Linked DNA regions of Mus musculus: region 1 is linked to region 2. Evidence: chromatin contacts called from public Micro-C data. All regions are on one chromosome and are shown on one strand. Each heading gives the region's core, a stretch centred on a gene start, on an enhancer-like site or on the middle of the called end of the contact. The rest is flanking DNA. Distances are from core to core; before and after follow the strand shown. Region 1 holds the start of Ak5 (adenylate kinase 5). Region 2 holds the start of Nexn (nexilin).

Region 1 (5,955 bases), core at 258-2,757, 400 kb before region 2:
TTACTAAAGATACTAAGAATCATGTATCACCTCGAAACAAAAACAAACCCTAACACTAGCAACAGAACCCAGGAAAGAAGGACCTCAAGAAGACCTACAGGAACTGGCCTCTTCAGTCCCGTGTGCTTCTAAGTCGACTAAGCCACCAGGCCCTAGGATTTTCCAAGGACTGTGGAAATGATTGCACAGGGCAGAGATGGCTTTGGCTCCCTCCAAAGCCTGCTGTCAACTAAGTGAGAGGAACATAAGTGGAGACATTCTCACAGAGGACACCAATGTCCTCAGAACTGAAAAAATCGCCCCCATAACATGACACATTATTATGGCATGTGGCTTCAAAAATGTTCACAAATTTTATTTAATTCTCAAAATTGAGCTAATTAAAATTTGATCTCCCGGGCTGGTGAGATGGCTCAGTGGGTAAGAGCACCTGACTGCTCTTCCGAAGGTCCGGAGTTCAAGTCCCAGCAACCACATGGTGGCTCACAACCACCCATAATTAGATCTGATGCCCTCTTCTGGTGCGTCTCAAGACAGCTACAGTGTACTTACATATAATAAATAAATAAATCTTTAAAAAAAAATTGATCTCCCTCCCTCTGCTCAAATAAAGCTGTAGCTTGAGCAACAGCGGCTTATGTGGACCAAGAAATAGGTCCAAGGAAAGATCCTGAAACAGACATTCAAATGGTGAGTTTTTAATTTGAAGCATTTAGAGTGCTGGTTTCTACCAGACCCCAGATGCCAGGAGTCTGTATGTAGCTTTTGCCTCCTTTCTTCCACATACCCTCTCCAGAGTGGGCCCTTGCAGGCAGTTAGAGATCATATTCCCTGGAGACCCAGAGCATCTCTCAAAGAGCAGTGAAAAGACATCTGTGGGAAATGAGTCATCTTGGTAGCTGTGGGGAGGATGGGTGCACCTTGGTCTGTAACTGGGTAGGCACCAGTACACCTCACCAGCCGTCTCCTGTTAGGGCGTTCTGATGGCCCTTGGGCCAGTGACCACTTTGCAGTTTAAAGCAGACCCCAGCTCTCCACCACTCAGTCCTCTCTTCCTCCTTCAGCTCCTCCCAGCAGAAAAGATTCTTTGACTGCTCACTAAATCTTACGCTAAGGATTTCAGGCCTTCTACTCAAATGTTTAAGTTGCTCCAACTTTTCTTAAGGGCTGGGTACTCCAGTGTTAAAAGACCCAACAGAATCCTTCCTCTTTCCCTACTTCCAACTCCCTATCACTGAAAGGCCATTAACTTAAGAATATATGAATTCTCTGACTTGGGTTTTTCCCCCCTGGAAGAGCTCCTGGAGGAGCTCATGATAAGTGGTGTCTGTCTGTCTGTCTATCGTCTGTGGTGTGTGTGGGAGTGTCTGTCTGTGGTAAGTTTGTGGGGGGGGGAGTGTCTGTCTATAGTGTGTATGGTGTGTCTGTATAGTGTGTGTGTGGGGGGGTGTCTGGTGTGTGTGTCTGGTGTGTGTGTCTGGTGTGTGTGTGTGTGTGTGTGTGTGTGTGTGTGTGTTTGTGTGTGTGTGTGTGTGTGTAGAAGCAAAACTGTATCCAGCTCCAATCGCCCGGTTCTTGGCTCCTTGGTGCCCTGGCTGCCCTGGCTGCGTTGCGGGCTGGGGAGTGACTGCAGCCCGCGCGTCCCCACCCCCGCGCCCCGCGCCCGCCCGCGCAGCGTGACTGGCGGCCGCCGCAGCGAGCTCCGGAGGCGCGGGCCGAGCGCGCAGAGCCGGGAGGCGGCGGCTGGTGGCGTCGGCCGCGTGGTCCTCCTCCGCGCCCCTCCCCTGGCGCTCGCGCTGCCTGCGCCCGGGAAGCCGCTGCTGCTCGCTGCTGGCTGGCGCGGGGACCGGCGCGGACGCGGGGGCGACGGGAGCGCGGACTGCACAGCTGCCCGGGAGTCGCTGAGGGGACCCCGGCCTGAGCGCATCCAAGTGAGGGCTGCGCCCCGCCAGCCCCAACCTCGGGAGCTTCCCCTCCTGCTCCCCACTGCACGCGCGCCGTACAGCCATGAACACCAACGACGCCAAGGAGTACCTGGCCCGGAGGGACATTCCTCAGCTTTTCGAGGTAAGAGGCTGGGGTGGCCAAAGGATCCCCAGCGAATGTCCCGAGGGCCAGTGCCCGGCTGCACCTTCCGGTGTAGGGTCCCTAATGAAGGCGCTCACAGAGGCTCGCCGTTCCCTTCGCCCCAGACAAGTCGCCTTGTGCGCTCGGGTCGCTCGGGTCCTTTTCAAATGCAGGCTTCGAAACCCGTATCTTGGGATCAAGTTTCCCTCTTCAAGCTGGGTACTGGATGCAGGCTGTCCCCAGAGTATCCCTCCGAGATGGGCACCCAGAATGGACAGCAGATCGTGGCCTGGCAGCACTCTCTGGGACTGAGGGTCAAGCCAGGTGAGACCAGTGTCGCCCACACGGAGGCAGGACAGGAAACTGAAGGTTCCAGAGTCCTAAACATTCCAGGCGCCAAGCGTTGGGACCCCTTGCAGGGGAGGGAAAGCGTGGACGAAGCGACTCTCCCGGGGGGGACGGCTTGAGGAGAAGGATGAAGATGGAGAGGGAGAAAAAAAACCCACACACGCATATATACACACAGCCCAGCCGATCCAGTGCAGCGCTATCTCCTGGGTCCCTGAAGCTCTAAGCGGCCAGTCAATGAACTCCCGAGCGCGTTTGCTGGTTGCTTGAAAGGTCCTCCCAGCCTCCAGCGCCAGCCCTCGCGCCCACCTACACAGACTGGGTTCGACTGGGAGCGGCCAGACAGGCGTGACTCCTGTTGCTGGCCTCTGCTGGGCTTAGCAGCAGCATCCAGCATCCGCACCAGGGACAGGGGATAGGAATGTGAGGAAGGAGGCTTGAGGAATGAGCTAAAGGTACCTGCTTCCCAGAGAGAAGTCCTGCTTCCTATTATTCTCTCCACATTCCGTCTTAAAACACCCTAAATCCGAAGCGCTTTTGCTTAGGTTATAAAACAAAATAAAAATTAAAAAAAAAAAAAAGGACGGCACCAATCCAAGCCTCATAGGATGAGCCTTAAAAATTTTGGCCTCCAATTCTGAAGGAAATGGAAGAGTAATATTATAAACCAAAGGCCACACATTGTTCTTTTTCCTGTTTAGGGGATTTTTTTCTGTTAGAAGGAAAGTGCAGTGCTTAAGACAATAATTTTTGCAATACCCCCAAACTATGTTTATTTAACCCAGGATACCATAATTACAGTGCTTGGACAGCTTTTTTTGCTGTTTTTGTAAATGTGGAAATGAAGAGCTGAAATATTTTTTTAAATTATAAATGTTAAGACCAAAACCGATTTTATTTCTATGCTTCTAAAAGAATGATAGATACACGCCTGGCGGAGTCTCCTGACATTTCTCTTCCGTGGTGCCAGGTAATGTACAGGGAGCCAGGGTGGTCTGCTCACAGAACTCTGTATGGAGTGTGCTAATGAGCCCTGGTAGGTAGCTGCTTAGGCTTCAAGCTTCCCGTTGGCTTTTCTGCATATGAATGGAATGTCCCCAAATACTGCACACACTCAAAAGGACGTCAGCTTGCTTACCTGAGAGGCACTAAACGCTGTATACTGAGACTCAGTTCAGGACAGCAAAGAGCTGGAGAAGACTATAGAGACTTCTAGGTTCCATTTGAACAGTGAGACCGATTCACTGCACAGCTTAGAGGGAAGCAGGACCTGATTGTCCATGTGACGAGTACAGACCACAAAAATCCAACACCTCAGATTTCTAAAATGGATTTTCTGTGCCAGAATCCACACTGTTCTAAGTTTAACCAGGTGCCTTCCAAAACCCCAGATGGTTGCAGATAGATAGTACATGCCATTACAGATCACAGTAACAGGTGGCTGATGCAATGTATCACCACCAAAGCCTAGAATATAATGGAACTTTTCAGATCTCTTTGGGTGGTACAGAGTATCTGCTAGGTTTGTGGTTGAAAAGTACTCCCGCTTTAAAAATAAATTAAAAACAAAACACAACAGAACGTTTGCAGCTGGTTCTGCTGTGTTCCTAATTCGCCTTTGTAATATAACTATTGGTCTCTGACCTTAGATCAGAGGTTGGCAATTAGTTGAATGCTATCAAAAGTCTAACTAGATTATTTACATATTCAGAGGGTTAACTCAGAGACTAAGCAATAGCACCAGTAGACTACCTATATTCAGTCCTGGGCTGCTGCTGGCACTTAGGAAAAAGGACTTAAGTTACCAGTGAAAGACTGAAGCTCACTGTTACCGATTTAAGAATCAGTGCCCTTTGGGGAGCTAGTTTTGTTTAGGAAAACTTGAAATGTCTGTCTCCCAGTTGGAAAACTTGCCTTGCGTATACCCACCCAACTTAAGCCTTTAGGAAAAGACAAAATTAACAGGCCTGGATTTTAAGTATTAATATTGTGGCTGGGTTATATATGGGGTTGAGAGAATCTGGTATTTTGATTTACCCCATTCCATGTTTTTATAAAATATACAAAGAAGGTTTTATGAGAAGCTGGCTCGGAGTCCTGAACCTAAGACCATCTGAGTAAGTATGCTTAAGAAATCCACTGATAACTCTGAAACACGATCTGCTGACCCAAACCTAGAGGCAGGGATGCCCACAGGCTTGAGTGTACACAAGGGCTCATGGGAGAGCCACAAGACCCCGTGTGTCGATGCAGTCGGTTCTGGCCCACAGAGTAACGGGAGCGTGGGAAGCTAACCTGCCGCACAGAAATCGCATGACACTTCCTCTGCCTCCTCAGCAGCTGAACTCATCTGATGGAACCACAAACCCAAACCCATTCCACTCAGGGTTCCCGAAAACAAAGGCACCTGCTGGGAACTGCCTGCCCTTGGGGGGAAATGGAACTGATTTAAAAATTAAAAGCTGTGGTAGGGTTTGTCAACCTTCGGAAGGTTGTGTGCCTTATGCATTAGTAATGTATAGGTGAGAGTAATGTATAGGTGAGAGTAATGTATAGGTGAGAGTAATGTATAGGTGAGAGTAATGTATAGGTGAGAGTAATGTATAGATGAGAATAATGTTTGCTTTTTCCATGAAACATTCTAAAGGAAAATATTCTTTGCACTTCAGACCAGGTTCCAGGAGTGGACATTTTCAAAGATGTAGAATTTGTGGGAACTAGTGTGTGCTAGTCTCCGTGAGTTACACACACCAGGCACTTGAGGGGTCCCTGCAAATACTGTGACTGGCAGGAACATGGGCCAAAAGAGATAGGATTAGAGAAACTCGGGTTCACTTGATTTAGCCAGCGCTGATTGAAACTTCTGGAGCCTGACACCAAATGCTTTATTTTTTACATATTTAAACACAATAAAACTTAAAGAAAAGTTTTCTCATGACAGTTGTCCCAGCAAAGCTTTAGGCATGGCCACACCCAAACGCCTTTACAAAGTGCATCTCCTTAGCAAAGCACCTGTGACCTTTACATATAGAATGTGTTCTGTTGACTGACAAGCAGTGCTCAGGCCCTATGGGGAAGGGTTTATGATAAGCCCAAGGATAGATTCTATTGACTGAGAGACAATGCTCAGGATTCTAGGAGATTCTGGTGCAGGTTAGCATCAAAGACTAGCAAAAGATCACCAGATCAAACAGCATCCACTCCAACCTTCTGGTGAACAGCTGTCAGTTTCTTCCACTGAAGACCAAAGCCTGTGTGGTTAACAGTTCTCATTTCTCTAGTGCTTATTATGTGTGAGCACGTGGACCTCTTGCCCTGTACAAGGTTTCACGAATTAAAAACAAGTCAGACCGTACTTTCTCCTCTGTAATCGTATAGATACTGTGATCGTATAAATACTATAGAGATTTACTGCACATCAATCAGCATTTTAAAAACTGACCTCAAAATGTTAGATTTGTTTTTAGTATTTGTGTGTGTGTGTGTGTGTGTGTGTGTGTGTGTGTGTGTGTGTGTGTGTGTGTGCCTGTGGAAGTCAAA
Region 2 (5,366 bases), core at 626-3,125:
TGAAGGTGCGTCTCGCCACCTAACGTAACCCAATTAAGAGACAGGTGGACTGTATCACACATTCCCTCATTGAGTCTCTTCCCAGCGGTTCTCAACCTTCCTAGTGCTGTGTCTTTTTAATACCCTCATGTCGTGACTCCCCAAAATAAAACTATTTTCATTGCTGTTTCATAGCTGCAATTCTGCTCCTGTTATGAATTATAATGCAAATGGTCTTATGTGACCCGCAGATTGAGAATGTTCTAACATGTTCACCTGACAATTACACTACCGGAGGCACAGCGGGATGCTCTCCGTGTTTATGGAGAAAATGGACAGTTTTGCACGATTTGATGAGGCTATTGGGTAGAAATACAAATCTCATCCTTTAAAAATCAGAATAAAGAGCTGGAGAGATGGCTCAGCGGTTAAGAGCACCGATTGCTCTTCCAGAGGTCCTGAGTTCAGTTCCCAGCAACCATATCATATGGTGGCTCACAACCATCTGTAATGAGATCCGATTCCCTCTTCTAGTGTGTCTGAAGGTAGCTACAGTGTACTCATAAAATGAATAAATTAATAAATCTTTTAAAAAGTGGGCCTAGTGAGGAGCTACCCTCAGAAGGGTAATTAGCTCTCATGGGTCTCCAAATAGTTTTTTTTTTTTAATCAGAATAAAGATACAATTATAAGTGCACGGTGAGGAAAAGACTCCTCGAGCCTTGCAGTAGACATGGAGAGCGCTGGGAGGGGCTTCCGGGAGAGGAGCGGTTCAAACGGAGGGGTCCTGTAGGGAGCTTGTATGGGGCTGTGGACATTCCCATGAACGGAACAGGTGAAGGCACCGAATCGTGGAAGGGACGAGCCGGCCTCCAGACCTCCTATTGACATTTACCTCCTGGTGATAGTGAGGGCTGGGATGGCAAACCACTATATTCAAGAGCAATAACATCACCTGAGCTTTGGTCTGTCTGCTGATGGAATCAGAAGTGGTTTCCTTTGTCCCTGGGTCACCTACCTCGGTGCCTCTCATTTTTCTTTTCTTTGGGGATTTCCGAGAGATGGCCTATTGAAGCCCGGGCTGTCCTCAGACTCTCTATAGTGAAGACTAGCTTTGGAACTCTGCTCGTGCCGTCCCCTCCTAAGTGCTGGGGCCCCCCTCTCTGTCCCCCGCCCCCCACCCCGCACTGGCTAACTTGTTTCACTAATGCTGTTTTTGTTGTGTGGCTCTGGGAGGTGACCCCGGGGCCTTGTTTTGTGACACAAACATGCTCCTCATAGAGCTATGGCTCCTCGGTTTGGTTGGTTGCTGTTGATGGAGTGAAGCGGGGCCTCTCTTTATCCAAAGAGGCCTCAGCTGGGCTTGCCTCTCACACTCCAGTGTAGTTTTCCTGGCAGGCTTGTGCCTAACACTCACGTCGTGCTTTTAGATGATGTGAGAGCGCAGATTTGTATTGCCTTCAGCTAAGGAAAGGTGAGCCGTTGAGTTAAGAGCAGGCTCTTATCCCGTTCCCTTGAGCGTCTTTTCCAGTCACCTCTCCTCGAGGTTAAAGAGGAGCGGCAGACAGACTCAGCGTTTTCACACTGTCGCCCCATTCCTTCCGAAGGAAAGGGGAAGCTGGCCAGAAGTCAGGGAGTTTTATGGGCTACTAGGGCAGGTAGAGAATCTGAGGGAAGCGGGCCGGCAGGTTGCCAGGAGGCAGCCTGCGGTGGCAGCCAGCGCCCCTCTTCTTTCTGGGTGACTCTCCACCCTCTGCTGCGCGGCGGTGGGGGTGGGGACTGGCCTGGTCCGGGAACAGCTGCAGCGGGCGCTGGGCCCGTCTGGAATGCGGGAGCCGCTGCACCAGGACTTTTATGGAAACTTGCTGCTGGCGCGCGGCGGCCAGCGGGCTCGGGCGGCGGGAGCGGCGGGGGCAGCGCGCAGAGCCCGACACGCAGCGCGGAGCGGGAGGAGCGGCGCCCGGGCGGCGGCAGGCGGGTAGGAGGGCTGGGCTGGGCTGGGCTGGGCGGACGCGGCGGGGCTCCGGGCCCTCCTGGTGGCCTGCGCTCGGCCAGACCATCCTGGGCTGCGGGGGTTGGGGGTCCCTCGCCGGGCCGGGCGCTTCTGCTCCACCTGCATCTGGGCGGCTGAGTTTGGGGGAGAGTGTTTCCATGAGCCGAATGTGTGTACGCTCTCCGCCGGGGACCCCTAGGGTCCGAGCGGGCGAGTTCACTGTGGCACCCAACACGTGCCCACTGCGGACTCCGCCAGCTGTGGCTGAGATTTTAAAGAAATTGCGGATGGGTCCGTGGAAGCGGGGAAATTAAGGATTTATTAGGCTGCCATGCCCGGCCTCCAAATTGTTCCCCAGTGCCAAGACAGGGATACACTTGGAGGTTGAGCAGCTAGCTCTAAAAGTCAGAGTAAAGGCATCATATGTGAGATGTTCAAGAGTAATATATACATATATGTTTATATACACATATACATAACACATACATACAGGTCTCTCTCTTTGTGTGTGTGTCTGAATGAAGAAGGAGCAAATTGAGAGATTAGGTGATTGCTCAGTGGCTTGAGATAAGCGTTTTATTTTTAAGGCCACAATGTGGACAAGGAGTTGAGCATAGATAACGTGGTAAAAATAGCACATGGCATGCCCTCACAAAGTGACTACCCTTGGAAAAAGACAGACAGGCAGAGAAAAGAAGCCCCACGAAGAAATCACCTTTCTGACCGGGGCGTCATTCATCAACCAACTTTTGTATAGGAGCCGCGCGGCCCATTGCACGAGTCTCAGAAGTATGTTCCCGGTATTGTGAAACGAAGTTTTTAGACTGTCTTGGTCACACGATAGTGTGTGAACTACATAAAATTTCCCCCAATATTATTCATTTATATGTTGAACTGCCACTGTAAGAAAATCCAAATTGCATGTTTTTGTTTTTTTGTTTTGTTTGTTTTGCGTTTGGGTGTGTTTGTATGGGGAAAGTGCATAATTAACTGAAGGAAAGTCTTTTGTTTGTGCGTGGGGGCGGAGGTGGTAATATAAACAGATTTCATGCTGTGTAGTTGGTGCCTGCTAGGCAAGCTCTCTTGCTTCTAAGTTCTTTCCTTATCTATTTTACTAGGTTTTCCAGGCGAGCCTTGAACTCGGTAGTGCCGGCAGGCAGGACTGTGACCGTCCCAGCCTCCAGCGCAGTTGGAATTACAGGCCAGCACCCTGAGGCCCAGCTCAGCACTGTCCTTTGCCTGGTGCTTCTGAGGGCTCGTTTAAGGAAAGCCGTGTACAATTTTGTATTTTACCTGCAGCATTTGACTTGGAGAGCACAATGCAAAAGTGCGACACAATTATTTTAAATCTACTTTTCCTTCTTGCAGCTTTTGATGCAATTCAGTTTTAATAGATTTCCAGCTTACCTTAAAATGGAATCTGTGCTATTTTAGAAATTTTTGACATGTAAGGCTGATCATTGTCAAAATGTATGTCATTGTGAGAAGACTATATTTAGCATCAGGCAAGGAATGTACTATCTGGGTTTTGGAGAGGACTTTGCCCTGAAATCTCACTTGAAGCTTTAGATTGGGGCTTCATTTGTGAAAAGCATGGCAACTATGTGTGTACATTGTAGAGAGTAACTACATGCAGAGAGAGTTTGAGGCCAGCCTGGTCTACATAGCTCGTTTCAGGATAGCCAGTGTATATAATAGAGACATAATAGATTTAGTTTGCTTAGAAAGCAAGTGCCTGAACTGACGGGCTCCATTTGTGGGGAGAAAGCTCTATTATCTTGAAAACCCCAAAAGAATAAAAAGTATTTAAAAACTCTATCAGTTATGCATGCCTATGAGAATACAGTCAATGGCTGTCAAACCGTGGGCACGTGGGACCAAAGCCTGAGTGTATAGAAGTCTCTGGGTGTCTTCATTGTGGAGCCAGAGCATCTTGGTTTCCTGTATCAGTCAGAGGAAAATGACTTCACCCACTAACAATCGCATGTTTCTCTTCTTACTTGACCAATCTGGTCCACATCACTTGTATACTTTCTGTCCTGGTCTTTCTCCTGTTTTTATAATTACATTTGAAGTTGTTACTTTTTTTTCTTCTTTTTTCTTTGTTTTTTTCAAGACAGGGTTTCTCTGTATAGCCCTGGCTGTCCTGAAATTCATTTTGTAGACCAGGCTGGCCTCGAACTCAGAAATCAAGCCTGCCTCTGCCTCCCAAATACTGGGATTAAAGGCATGTGCCACCACCATCCGGCATTACTTTTTAAGATATTCACTGTGTAGTGAGGCTTATTTTGTGGTAGTGTATTTTTTTTGTGTGTGTGTACATTTTGACTCCATGTATGTGTGTGCACTGTGTGCCTACAGTGTCCACACAGGCCAGGAGAAGGAGTCAAAACCCCTGGAACTGATCCTCTACAAAAGTCGTAAGTGCTCTTGACTGCTTTAGCCCTTCAGTATACATTTTGGTAATGGTGTTATCGTAGGCATGGAAATCAGTGCCTTGTACATCCATGGCTTGTTACCAGGTTGGTGCCTGTGGCAGTGTGCTTTCTACACTCTAGAATGGGTGGATTTAAACTGAGAAATGTTCGTTATATATCATGATTTGTATCATAAAATTCACCCACACACAGTTGAAAGCAATGAGGGAAGCTGGGTATAGTGGTGTATTTGATCCCAGCACTCGAGGCAGAAGCAGGATCTCTGAGTTCGAGGTCAGCCTGGTCTGCCCAGTAATTCCAGGACAGCCAGAGAGACAGAATAGAGATTTCCTCAAAAACAAAACAAACAACAAAAATCCTTCTTAGGTAGTGTTATGGGAGTGGGAAGAGGAAGTCACTATAAATGGACTGACGTGTGTCAGCTTGTTGCCTAGAGAAGGAAGACAGCCATGAACTGATAAACAAATGGAATGATCTTAACTATGAAACTTAGACAGCACGGGGAGAGATTTTTTAAGAGAAAGGACTTCCAGAACCTCTTGTCCTTGTCTCACTTATTTTTAGGAGTGATTCTTGTGACTCTAGAGCTTGCCCATTGTCTCAGCTTTGTCATAGTCCTCCGAGAGGAAAGCCTAGATTAGATTGGCCTGTGGCAATGTCTGTGGGTAATTATCTTATTGTTGATGCAGGAGGGTCCAGCCCACTGCAGGCAGCAGCATCCCTAAGCAGGTGGTCCTGGGCTCTATAAAAAGCCAGCGAAGCGTAAGCCCTCCCTGAGGGTCTGTGACCTGGGTGGGTAAGTCAATTTCATCCCTTCATTCCCAAGTTGCTTTCAGTCAGACCGTTTCATCACAACAACAGAGTGAAACTAGAAGAGCCGTGAAAAGCAATCAGTTCTTATCCTACCTCCCTGTACCCCACTGACTTTTTAGCCAGAATTCCAGGTTCCCCATCCC

Evidence for each region. Hi-C and Micro-C count contacts between places; a contact is called where the count stands out from the background.
Region 1: a contact with region 2 is called in a Micro-C map of embryonic stem cells, with 4 times the contacts expected there. The contact joins the promoter of Ak5 here to the promoter of Nexn in region 2. A contact is called at or near these places in 14 of 39 promoter capture datasets (the 3T3-L1 cell line, 3T3-L1-derived adipocytes, the C10 cell line and 9 more), 4 of 484 Hi-C or Micro-C datasets (all in embryonic stem cells) and 1 of 9 other capture datasets (adipose tissue).

The regions. Positions count from the first base shown.
Region 1 is chr3:152,663,912-152,669,866 of GRCm38.p6, reverse strand. It overlaps Ak5 (adenylate kinase 5), which reads left to right and starts at 1,507. Exons shown (of 14, transcript NM_001081277.2): 1 at 1,507-2,067. The coding sequence starts at 2,008. AI115009 (expressed sequence AI115009) reads right to left here and starts at 2,954. Exons shown (of 4, transcript NR_040386.1): 1 at 2,035-2,954.
Region 2 is chr3:152,262,304-152,267,669 of GRCm38.p6, reverse strand. Nexn (nexilin) reads left to right here and starts at 1,875. Exons shown (of 14, transcript NM_001357206.1): 1 at 1,875-1,957. Gm31999 (a long non-coding RNA gene) reads right to left here and starts at 1,150. Exons shown (of 2, transcript XR_376257.1): 1 at 998-1,150; 2 at 632-909.